Linked DNA regions of Mus musculus: all the other regions are linked to region 3. The links are chromatin contacts, called in public HiChIP or PLAC-seq maps. All regions are on one chromosome and are shown on one strand. Each heading gives the region's core, a stretch centred on a gene start, on an enhancer-like site or on the middle of the called end of the contact. The rest is flanking DNA. Distances are from core to core; before and after follow the strand shown. Region 1 overlaps Crim1 (cysteine rich transmembrane BMP regulator 1 (chordin like)). Region 2 overlaps Crim1 (cysteine rich transmembrane BMP regulator 1 (chordin like)). Region 3 has its middle 19 kb from the start of Fez2.

Region 1 (3,432 bases), core at 733-3,232, 190 kb before region 3:
GTGTCTTTTAGAGACTCAAGCAAGCGGCTTTTGGGGAAACCTTGCCCTCTCAACTTTAGGGCTTTAGTATTTGCAGGTTTCTAATTGTTAAGTCAGATTCTTCATTAAAAGGATTAAATATAGATTCTACTTTTCTTAAGTGAGTTAGTGCCAGGTTATGCTTATGATTGCATTGCTTTATCTCATAGACACTGTCTTAAATTTTAATTTTAAATGATTCCAATTAATATTGCCTATCAACTTTGGAACTGCTAGGTCTTCTTGTGGCCAAGTGAAAAAAAAAACATATTATCCTCACCTTCCAGATGGCACAAGGATCTCATTACTGTCAGGGTCCCCAATGGTTTCTCCTTTGGCTGCTTAAATGCCATTTACAAGTACTTACTCTGCTTACGAAAGACAGTAAGGCCTTTATGAAATTTAAAATCTGAATCACTGCCTCATTTTTTTTAATAAAGGCAATCATGAATTGATAATACAGTGTGCTGTTCTCTAAAAAAAACCCTTTTTTATAAAGAACTCGAAAATAAAACATCACACAGCAACATCAACTAGATTGCAGGTCTGTATAATGAACATCCACATAAGAGTATTCTGCTTTTTCATTTGGGGAAAATAAATGCCTACACACACACACACACACACACACACACACACACACACACATATATGGAGGTGTGTGTGTGGTGTGTGAGTGTGTCTTTAAATGACTTTAACCCCCATTTCATGATAGGAGAAAGAAAACAGAGTCAAAGTAAAATATTTGAAACAGTAGACTTTTAGCTTAGGTTAAGTCAACATTTTAAAACTATATACTATAGGTATAGATTTTTAGAAGAATTATTGTTCAAAACATGTTTGAGTTCATTGCCAATTTGATGGCCTGATAAGCGGCACAGGAAAAACAGAAAGGGCTCCGAGAAGGCGGAAACCAGTGTCAAGTATCTGGGAAATAAAAGCAGGAAGCTCCAGGAACTTGGCCTCAGACCAGTTAGAGAGAACAGTCGCTTGAAAACCACTCACGTTACCTGCATTCTGGCTGGGAGACATCATACAGTGACCTACCCTTCTGGGAGTTGTGGGTTCTCCTGCTCTTCAAGGAGATAGGAGGAAGTCCTGATTAAAGATGTTGTATCCCTTGCTAAGAGAAGCGTGGTAGGTAGGTAAAGAGGGAAGTTTTCTTCCACTGCACTGGGAATGACCACAGGAAGGACTTAGTGTCATGTGAACTTTCATTTTAACATTCGAGCAGTGCTTCCCAGGCACGTTCCATAGGCAAGGACTCTTTTGAGGTCCTGTGCCATTCAATGATTCTTCCCTTTCTTTTGTTCGGTCTTAACCTCTTTAAGAACATACACAACTACATTTTCCAGTCCTCTCTTATGTCCTAAGATGTGCTCAATTCTACCAACTCCCTGCCCATCCTTGTCTAACCCTCGTGTTAAAGCAACACTGGGCGTAGCAGAGAAGGTTTTTGCTTCACATGTAATATGTCTTATTTTAAAATGAACACACTGTGCGTTTTAAGAATACATCAGTTATTGTTGCTAAAAGACGAAATGCATCCTGGCCTCAAGCTAGGGAAGGGGTGCTCTTTCAGAACCAGCTTTCAACTTTCTGTTTGTACCTCCAGGAAGTGCTAACCAGATGCTGATCTAATGCCTGGCTTCAGCAGGTTTAGGGTTTTTTTTTCTCCCCTGAGTGGCTCTGGGCAGCCCCTCCTGTGTGTGTGGTTTCTAACTTGGCTGGAGATGACCTCTCAGGTTTTCCCAGGGTTCAGCGTGGGCTCTGTCACACGTTGCTGCTGAGTGGCTGCCTGGCCCAGCTGTGTCCAGCTGAACCCTAGCCCTACACACACACGCACACACACACAAAAAAAAAAAAAAACATTTTCTTCTATAGAATCCCAGCCCTCTGAGTGGCCACAGGGACAGCTAGGTGACATGAGCACTTGCTGAGATTCCCCCAGAGGGAAGTGGGAGGTGGTTCTTCAGTGCCTGAGAACAGACCGGCTGCTCTGAGCTGGGTCATCTCCACCAACCAGAGGGTGTGGACCATCCCAGGTTTCCTGAGCCACTCGCCGTTCAAATGTGTGCCCCATTCGTTAGTGTCATTCTTATTCCCAGGCCATTATCTGGTACCGTGGACACTTCACCCAAGTCAGGTGAAGTGTCCACAGTCTTTTTACTAGAGAGAGGAGGGGAGTCTATGAGAGGAAGCTCAAGCATGATTTTATGAGCACAGTGGCTTTAATGTGAATCTGCCTTCTGTCAAAAGCTGATGGTTTCAAGTGTCCGTATGGCCTGTCAGGGTAGGGAAGGATTTTTTGGTAGACTTATTTTATGCTTTTCCAGGCTTGCAGTATTGCATGTTTATTAGTATCTTGGTTAAGAGGTCATCTGGGAGGAACAGTTCCTTAAATATAGGTTTTCTTTCTCCTTCTCCTCTCCTCTCCCCTCCCTCCTTCTTTCCTTCCCTCCTTCCTTTTGTTCCTACTTTTTTTTTTTTGGAATGAAAATGGAAAGATCTTTGTGAATGAAAGGGACAAAGTTGAATGCATACAACTCCACACAGATGTGCCCCCCTCAGCTCCCAGTAAGAAGCTAGTTTCTCCCACTTGCAGCTGAAAGTCACCAGGATCAACCTTCTGTGGAGCGTGAGGGTGACTTCGTTCGTCCTTTTCCAGGATTGATCATCCCATCGTGTTCTTTCCAGGCTTGTGTTCGCCTCAGAACCCCAGCCTCACGTTTCGCTTTTTTTTAATACACTTTCTTACCATCTAGGAAGATGTTCACCCAGGCAGTGACATACTCAGGACAGCCAGATGCAAATGGAATGGCGCTGAGCGTGGGAGCTGAGGGAGATAGACATTCATGAGCAACAAAAATCAATTGGACGGAGTTTTAATTAGTTGCAAAGCCCTTCTGTGACTCATAGACAGGCTGTTTACCTCTAGATCTGATGTCTCTGTTCCTTGTGAAATGTGCGACTTTCTCAAGAAAGTCATTTCAGGGTTCATTAACATTCAACCTTTGGTTTAAAAAAGTTTAGAAATGTCCTACTCATAAAATTTGACACATCCCCTAGTACTTATTGACTGCTGCCACGCATAGGGTAGTAGCCTGGGCACTCAGATAATCTCTTTGGGTATGGGGTTCCTCTTGTAATGGTGTATGGGCGCTAAGACAAGAAGAGCAGCCCACATAAGCTGCTCCTGCTGCTGGAGTCCTGGGCATTGTCTTTTCTATGGCACCTTCCTGCTTTTGATTTGTGACCCCTGTTGCTCAGTGTTTTTTGCATCAGGAGGAAGTGATGCAGTAAGTGGTGACTGCAGAGCTGGGGAGGGAAGAGATTAACACAAGATGAATTAATGTGTGTGTGGTTTTCAGGGGCTGGACTGTTCCTCTGAATCAAGGATGTATTCTTTGTTTC
Region 2 (3,370 bases), core at 727-3,226, 160 kb before region 3:
AGGAGCTGAAATATGAAGTATGTCTGGGACTGTGTCAACAAAAGCCTAATTTTCGCCCCTTGGGGTTATGATTGTGTAGAACAAGTCTTCACAGCAAAGCCTGCCAAAAAAGGTTCTGATAAAATCATGGAATGTGACTGAAAAGAATTCACCAGTGTAGCTTTTAAAGGAGTCGGCCTCTAAACTGAAAAAAAAAAAAAAAAAAACCCTAGGAATGACATGTGCATCACATTTGTTATAGAAGCCTTTAGAATAGCCTATCACTGCACACAGGGAAGCATTGTCCCCAGTGCTGTCTCTCTGGCTAAGAGCAAATGAAACAGGACAGCTTACAGTGTGGCCGTGAGGCCTAACCAGAAACAGTGTATTCCTTACCACTGCAACGTCATGATGGGTTGTGCATTTGAGCAAAAACACAGCCAGGGCCTAAATGTGCGTCCTACACAGGCCAAACAGGGAACCCGTGCTTTTGGCTTTATGGAGTAGCTAGAGAGAAAATTGTGGACTTTGGCAGCTTAGCCACTCCTAATGTGTCCTCAGCCACGGGTCTTGGCCTCCCTGGGTCTGTCTTGTCATCTGCAGGGTAGAGATGAAAATGTAATTTCTTTTTCACTGAGAAGCTCGTAGGCCAGTTGAAATGGGTACCAGCAGGCCTAACTTGCAGGAGGCCCTCAATTAGGAGAGATTTTTTTTTCTTCTGTTTCTCTAAGCGTAACTTTGGCAACGGTATTCTTAATAAGAAATATCACCCATCAGTGTTAGCATTGTGAGGTTTTATTGGTATTCTCTACATGTTATTATACCTCAGTTTAGATTTCTTCTTCATAACCCTGACGTGTGTATATTCCTTCTTAAGAGTCAGCTCTAGCTTGCTTTAGAGGTTTTGTTTATTTGTTTTTTTCTTAACGTTTCCTGGTCCTGGAACACTCTTGGCTACTATGTGTATTTATATGCTCCCCTCGGCTCTCACGGTCCATCCCTTAGCTGTCCTCGAACTCACCGTGTAGACCAGGCTGAGCTTAGACTTGTGGTATCCTGACTCTGTCTATCTCCTGAGTGCTGGAATCAGACGCATGTGCCACCACACCCTGCTTTCTCTTCCTTTGCTGCCTTGAAGGACTCTGCTGGATAAGGCAGGGCCCTTGCATTATTGATTACACTTCAGAGCCTTTATTGGCACCTGGCACTATGCTGAGAAGCCGTTTGTCTGAATGCCTCTGTCCTCTCCTCTCGAGCTATAAATCCCAGAAAGCAAGGACTTTGCTCCTTTCGTGTTCAAGTCATTCAGTTAATGTTTGTCAACTGAATGAGTGAAAGACAGACACAGAGGACTGTACAGACTAGTCCGCTATCACAGGATCTATCAAGTGGCCGAGGGCCCCTGTGACAGCCAAGGTCAAGATCATAGACTGTTCCCAGTCTGCAGAGTGTAAGGTACACCGCAGTGAGATCTGGGGCACACAAGTGTAGTAGGTTCTTTGCCTCTTGGCTTTATACTCTGTGTTTTTACTGAATTCTGTAGTGTCCAAAGAATTCAAATCTGGGGTCCTTTGAGTTATCCTAGAAGTAATTGGCACTCCCAGAGATGTGTCAGAGTGAGGTGTACCTGTAAGGTGGGTTTACTGCCCACAGGCAGAAGGAGTCAGGGTCAGTGTTGGAGGAGGACCCTGCAGCATTAACTCTGCAGTAGACTCCATGTTTTCCTTGTCCGCATTATGCTGCTTGCTCTGTAGGAACTAGTGTGTAGCATCCTGCTGCTATTTAAAGTGACCGTGTCAATGGATTTTGAAGTAGAAGAAAGGCTTCACCATCAGATGGACCTCGACAAAATACACAAGGATAAGAAGAATCTGGCCGGGTGACTTTACCTATCTCTTTTAAAGTTTCTTTTTCCCCCCCACTTACCATCGAGTAGCTGTTATTTTCCTTTTACTTAAAAACCTAGTTTCAAGCAGAAAACTCTGAAATGCATTTGCCCACTTGGAGTTTCGGTTTTACTTTCTCTGCCTGGTATCCTGTCCTGGCAAAGACCTAGAAGCAACCACTGTCTTATCATGGAGATTTAAGTGATTAGGCTGGGATAACACTTTGCATAATAATAATAATTACTATTATATCAGTTTATACTAGATAACCATACCAACCCCCAAAGAAAGATTACTAATATGGTGAAACTAATTTATCTTTCTTTAATTATTTTTGTTGAGAGCCATATTGTCACTTTAGTCTCTATATATCTGGGGCAATTTTTTTTTATAAGATGCCAGTTGCAATGTTACCATGGCAACCAGACATAAAAGCTTGCTAATTAGTTGAAGTACTATATATAGATTTGTTAAATGCTTTTGGGGAAGAGTATAGAAGGACCTCTTTTCAAATAGATTAAAAAAAAATTGAAACTAAAGTAATGCCTTTCTCATTCGTGGGAAATTGGCGATATGGCTACAGTTTCCTTTTTTTTTTTAATTAAAAACAAACAGGAGAGATGTAGAAGAATAAATAAAGATTTCCAAGAGAACTTATGCACTTGAAACAGGCTCAGAGAGAAGGGGCCAAGCCAACAGTTGCTGATGCCATGGTAACCCAGTGAGTGGAGTGCGTGCTGGATGCTGAGCAAACACAGAGAGGGGGCAAAAAAGCAACTATTAGCAGTTAGGAGATAAGGAGGAATCTGTAGGTTCTACAAATCTCAGTTCTTTGAAAGCATCATTTCACAGTCTACCAACTCAGTGTAAGACTTGAGCCTTGTCCCTGCCAATCATCTTATTAACAGCACAGCTCTGAAGAGAGATGGTAAACAGCAGAGCTGGGTGAAGTCACTGACTCATGGGAGAGCTTGCAGAAATCTGACCGAAAGTTCGAGTGAGACACGGATGATATAAAGTCTGCATTCAGTAGAGTATATGTTACTTTCTAACACGTGTGTTTTTAAAATTGCCCACAAAACTGCATCTGTACACACATGTGTGCAAAGGGGGAAAAAATCCCACAAAATCTTAAGAAATTAACAAAACCAAAACATTGCACAGCATGTGCGTTTCTAGTGACAAATCAGTAAATTTAAACAAAAGGAGAGCTCCTCTCCCCCCAGCTTAGCAGCACAGAAATTTTACAACACTTAACTGAAAAACTTCAAAGAGGAAATCAATGTTGAATTATAGATTATTTCAAAACAGGCCAGATTGCGAAGCATGTTTAAAAAAAAAAAACAACCTTTAAGACACAAAGTAGCATTTGGCTATGATGTGAAAGTCATATTTTTATGTGTGTGTAAGAAAACAAGAGAGAAATAGAAGTGAATTTGGTATTTGATGTTTAGATTCTTCCAAAAGACTGACAAGAACCCGAAAGAGAAAAAGATCCCAAAACA
Region 3 (3,322 bases), core at 611-3,110:
TAAGCAGAGATCTCTTGCTAACCCCTTATGCAAGTGAAAAATAAGTCTGTTATTTTAAACCATTGAGATCTGGGGGTTGTTTGTTTTAACAACATAGATGAGCCAAACCTGACAGACAGACATTGACTTATGAAGGCAATTACAAATAACCAATGCGTTCCTTCACGTAGGAAAGTGAAATAAGTGATTATGCACACAGATTATAGATTATGTTGCTGGCAGGGAAAACCACTCTTGAAGTACGTTGAATGAGATGGGAAACCACTCTCCCTGGATAGCTACATGGGAAGAGAATGCAAAACAGAATCTATTAAATAAATTCATATATAAATTATATAAGAACTCTGCATGGTAGTTGCTCAATGGTATTAGTTATTTCAGTATAGTTAGAAACAGGTAAATAATGAGCCATCCCAGATCCAACATGATTTACCTTCTAGCTGAGGGCTTGTACTGTCTTGTAGCTGCAGAGGGATGGAATGCTGACTTCATTCGCACACCTGCAGGGCATGGCCACACCAGCATCGACTTGAACATATCACTTGCTCTAGGTGCACAAGAAGCTGTGGGTTTCTAGCTAAACGATGCTACAGAACCCACTGGCCAAACTTCCAGCGCTGCAAGTTTCAGGCAGGGATGTGGGAAGGGCCACTCACCCCACACCCACTCACTGACTTGTCCTGAAGATCCTGGCTTATGCCACAGATGCTTCAGCTGCTGTCTTAGATCTAGCCTCTCCCACAGCTGATGCAGGGACCAGATGATGCAACCTGGAAGTGTGGAGGAGTCAAAGCCTATGGAGCAAGTGTTGGTCAACTGGACAGGAGGCCAGACGATAACCTTGGAACTCAGGAAGGGAGATGCGATCACTCTGTAGTGTCTCTCTGCAGGCATCCTGTACGAGTGAGCTATCAGCTTCTCTTGCCACCTGCCGTGGTCAGCTTTCTAACCCACTCTCTATCTGCGACCCCCTTTCTACTTTGTCTCCTTCCTCCTCATGGGATTTGACTCCCCACTAAAGCAAGTGAAGGAGTAGCCTCAGGCACTGCCATCCAGGAGGGGCTCCAAGAATCAGCAAAACTTCCTTCTAAAGCAATTTCCATGTTCCACTCTCTGCCCTCCATACTGAACTACACAGCACTGTCTCCCTCCAACATCAAATCCTGTCTATTCTAGGAAAAGGCGGGAGTTGAGGACTCGAGGCAGCTTGAGAGGAACAATGGGGTTCCAGTACCACGATTGCCTAAATCTCCACAAAGCTGTCAAAACTTTAACCTGCTTGTAACAGGATTTAGACATACAGAGTTAAAAATGGAACACTACTCTACTCCTTAAGACCCAACAGAAGATGTGAGGTTTGTTAGTGAGCATGGAGTGGCTGTGCTAGCTAGTTGGATGTCAACTTGATACAAGCTAGAGTCATTTTAGAATAGGGAACCTCAGTGGAGGACATGTTCCCAGTAGATTGGTCTGTGGGGTAAGCCTTTAGGGCATTTTCTAGATTGATGATTGATGGGAGTGGGTCCCACCTCCATAGGGGTGGAGCTACTCCTGATCTGGGTGCTATAAGAAGGCAGGCTGGGGCTGGAGAGATGGCTCAGCAGTTAAGAGCACTGGCTTCTCTTCCAGAGGTCCTGAGTTCAATTCCCAGCAACCACATGGTAGCTGGCAACCATCTGTAATGGGATCTGTTGCCCTCTTCTGTTATGCAGGAATACATGCAAATAGAGCACTCATATACATAAATAAACAAATCTTATTTTTTAAAAAAAAAAGGCATGCTGTGGGCTGTTGGACCAAGGTACTATGAAAAGGCAGAGCGAACCATGAGCTAGCAATGCAGTAAGCAGAGTTTCACCACAACCCAGCTCTGGCCTTAGACTTCCTGTCATGAGCTCCAGGGATGACAGAGTGTGACCTGAGAGTCCTACGGTGACAGAAAGAAACCCTTTCCTCCCCAAGTTACTTACAGTTACTCCCCAAGTTACTGATGTGTCCTACCACATCAATAAAACTCCTAAGACAATATCTTTTCCATTGATCCACTGTAGAAAGTGTCTACGCTTTTCTCCAGATGACTTCTGATCCATAGAAACCACTAAAAAGCCCAGCACTAGCTTTCAGACAAGTCTCTCTGGCGCAGGGATGCACGTCCGTTTCTGCAGGCCCTGGCTAGATATTTAGACCTTCAGATCTGGCTTGGCCTACCTCAGCTCTGGAGTGGAGCCTTTTGCAGTGTTGGAGCCAGACTCCCATGTGGGTGTGCTATGAGCTGAGAGCCACCTGCTCACTGATTCTTGGCTTGCCTTCACTTCCTGACAACTGAGCTTGTGTGGGTAACTCTCATCCTTAGGTACTGACCCTTGGCCTATGGCAGATCTTCTTGGTCCCTACTTCTTACCCTGACTAGTAACCTCTAGCTGCCTGGAACCTATTCCATGCAATTCTATCTCTCATTTTTAAAGACGCTGTCCTCCCTTGGTCACACTAAGTAGCATCCCAGTCAGACTGGCCACAGAGAGATCTGGCTGCCTCTGCCTCCCCGTGCTGGGATTAATATTGTGTGTCAACACATCCACTCCAACATCTAAAAAAAAAAAAAAATGAGCCTAATTTCCAATGAACTTGTACTTGGTGGAAGTAGAAGCTAAGAGGGGGTATTTAAAATGTGAGCATAAAACTCAACAGAGGGCTCATATAAGCGAGAGTAAATTCCACACCTACTGTGTTTCAGGGACTAGTCTGGGAGTTTAAAAACTTATTATATAATGAGGAAAATAGACTTAAGTGCCTATTTTCACCTCTTTTAGAAAATGATAAAGGGTATTCATTGAACCTTGCTACATCTGTGTGAGAGTTTGGATGTAATGTGTCCCCCACAGGCTTGGGCTTGGTCCCCAGCTGGGAGTGCAGTTTCAAGAGGTTGTGGGACTGTGAGATGGGGCCCAGTTGAAGGAAGTGGGTCTGAAGTAGAGGAGGTACTGAAAAGTGTTACCCATCCTCTCTTCTGGTCTCTGTCACGCACTCCAATCCCTGGTCCTTTGAGAGATGGACAGGAGCCATTGTGTCTTCCCTAGCATGACGGACAAGATCCACTTAGTGTGAACCCCAATAACTCTTCCCTTCTTTAAGTTTCTTCTAGTCGGGTGTTCGGCCACAGCCATGAAAGAAGCAACTCATGTTGCATGTGTACATCAGTGAGTCAAGCCAGGTGGTGGCAGTAAATAAGTTAATACCCTCTGGCTCCCACTCTGGCTTCCCGCAGGTCCTGCACACACTGTACCTGCCCAAGAGCTCTGGATTCACAAACAAATACACACAC

The links. HiChIP or PLAC-seq counts read pairs in DNA pulled down with a chosen protein or histone mark.
Region 1: a BATF HiChIP or PLAC-seq map of CD8 T cells shows a contact between it and region 3, with 7 read pairs. The contact joins two enhancer-like sites. A contact is called at or near these places in 1 of 484 Hi-C or Micro-C datasets (nephron progenitors), 3 of 115 datasets of contacts at active chromatin or transcription factors (CD8 T cells, large pre-B cells and pancreatic cancer cells) and 2 of 9 other capture datasets (adipose tissue and liver).
Region 2: a BATF HiChIP or PLAC-seq map of CD8 T cells shows a contact between it and region 3, with 8 read pairs. The contact joins two enhancer-like sites. A contact is called at or near these places in 1 of 15 datasets of contacts at CTCF or cohesin (CD8 T cells), 1 of 484 Hi-C or Micro-C datasets (the BV-2 cell line), 2 of 115 datasets of contacts at active chromatin or transcription factors (CD8 T cells and pancreatic cancer cells) and 3 of 9 other capture datasets (adipose tissue, liver and pancreatic islet).

The regions. Positions count from the first base shown.
Region 1 is chr17:78,243,924-78,247,355 of GRCm38.p6, forward strand. The region is part of intron 2 of Crim1 (cysteine rich transmembrane BMP regulator 1 (chordin like)); the gene reads left to right. Among named protein-coding and RNA genes, the nearest start is that of Gm41620, 36 kb to the right of the region's middle. Within about 2 kb of position 1,983, at least 68 of the 459 cell types and tissues checked have an H3K27ac peak or open chromatin away from gene starts, as enhancers often do. A contact at or near this core is called in CD8 T cells, where this site is marked.
Region 2 is chr17:78,272,820-78,276,189 of GRCm38.p6, forward strand. All of the region lies in intron 2 of Crim1 (cysteine rich transmembrane BMP regulator 1 (chordin like)), which reads left to right. Among named protein-coding and RNA genes, the nearest start is that of Gm41620, 6.9 kb to the right of the region's middle. Within about 2 kb of position 1,977, at least 62 of the 459 cell types and tissues checked have an H3K27ac peak or open chromatin away from gene starts, as enhancers often do. A contact at or near this core is called in CD8 T cells, where this site is marked.
Region 3 is chr17:78,435,106-78,438,427 of GRCm38.p6, forward strand. No RefSeq gene overlaps it. Among named protein-coding and RNA genes, the nearest start is that of Fez2, 19 kb to the left of the region's middle. Within about 2 kb of position 1,861, at least 7 of the 459 cell types and tissues checked have an H3K27ac peak or open chromatin away from gene starts, as enhancers often do. A contact at or near this core is called in CD8 T cells, where this site is marked.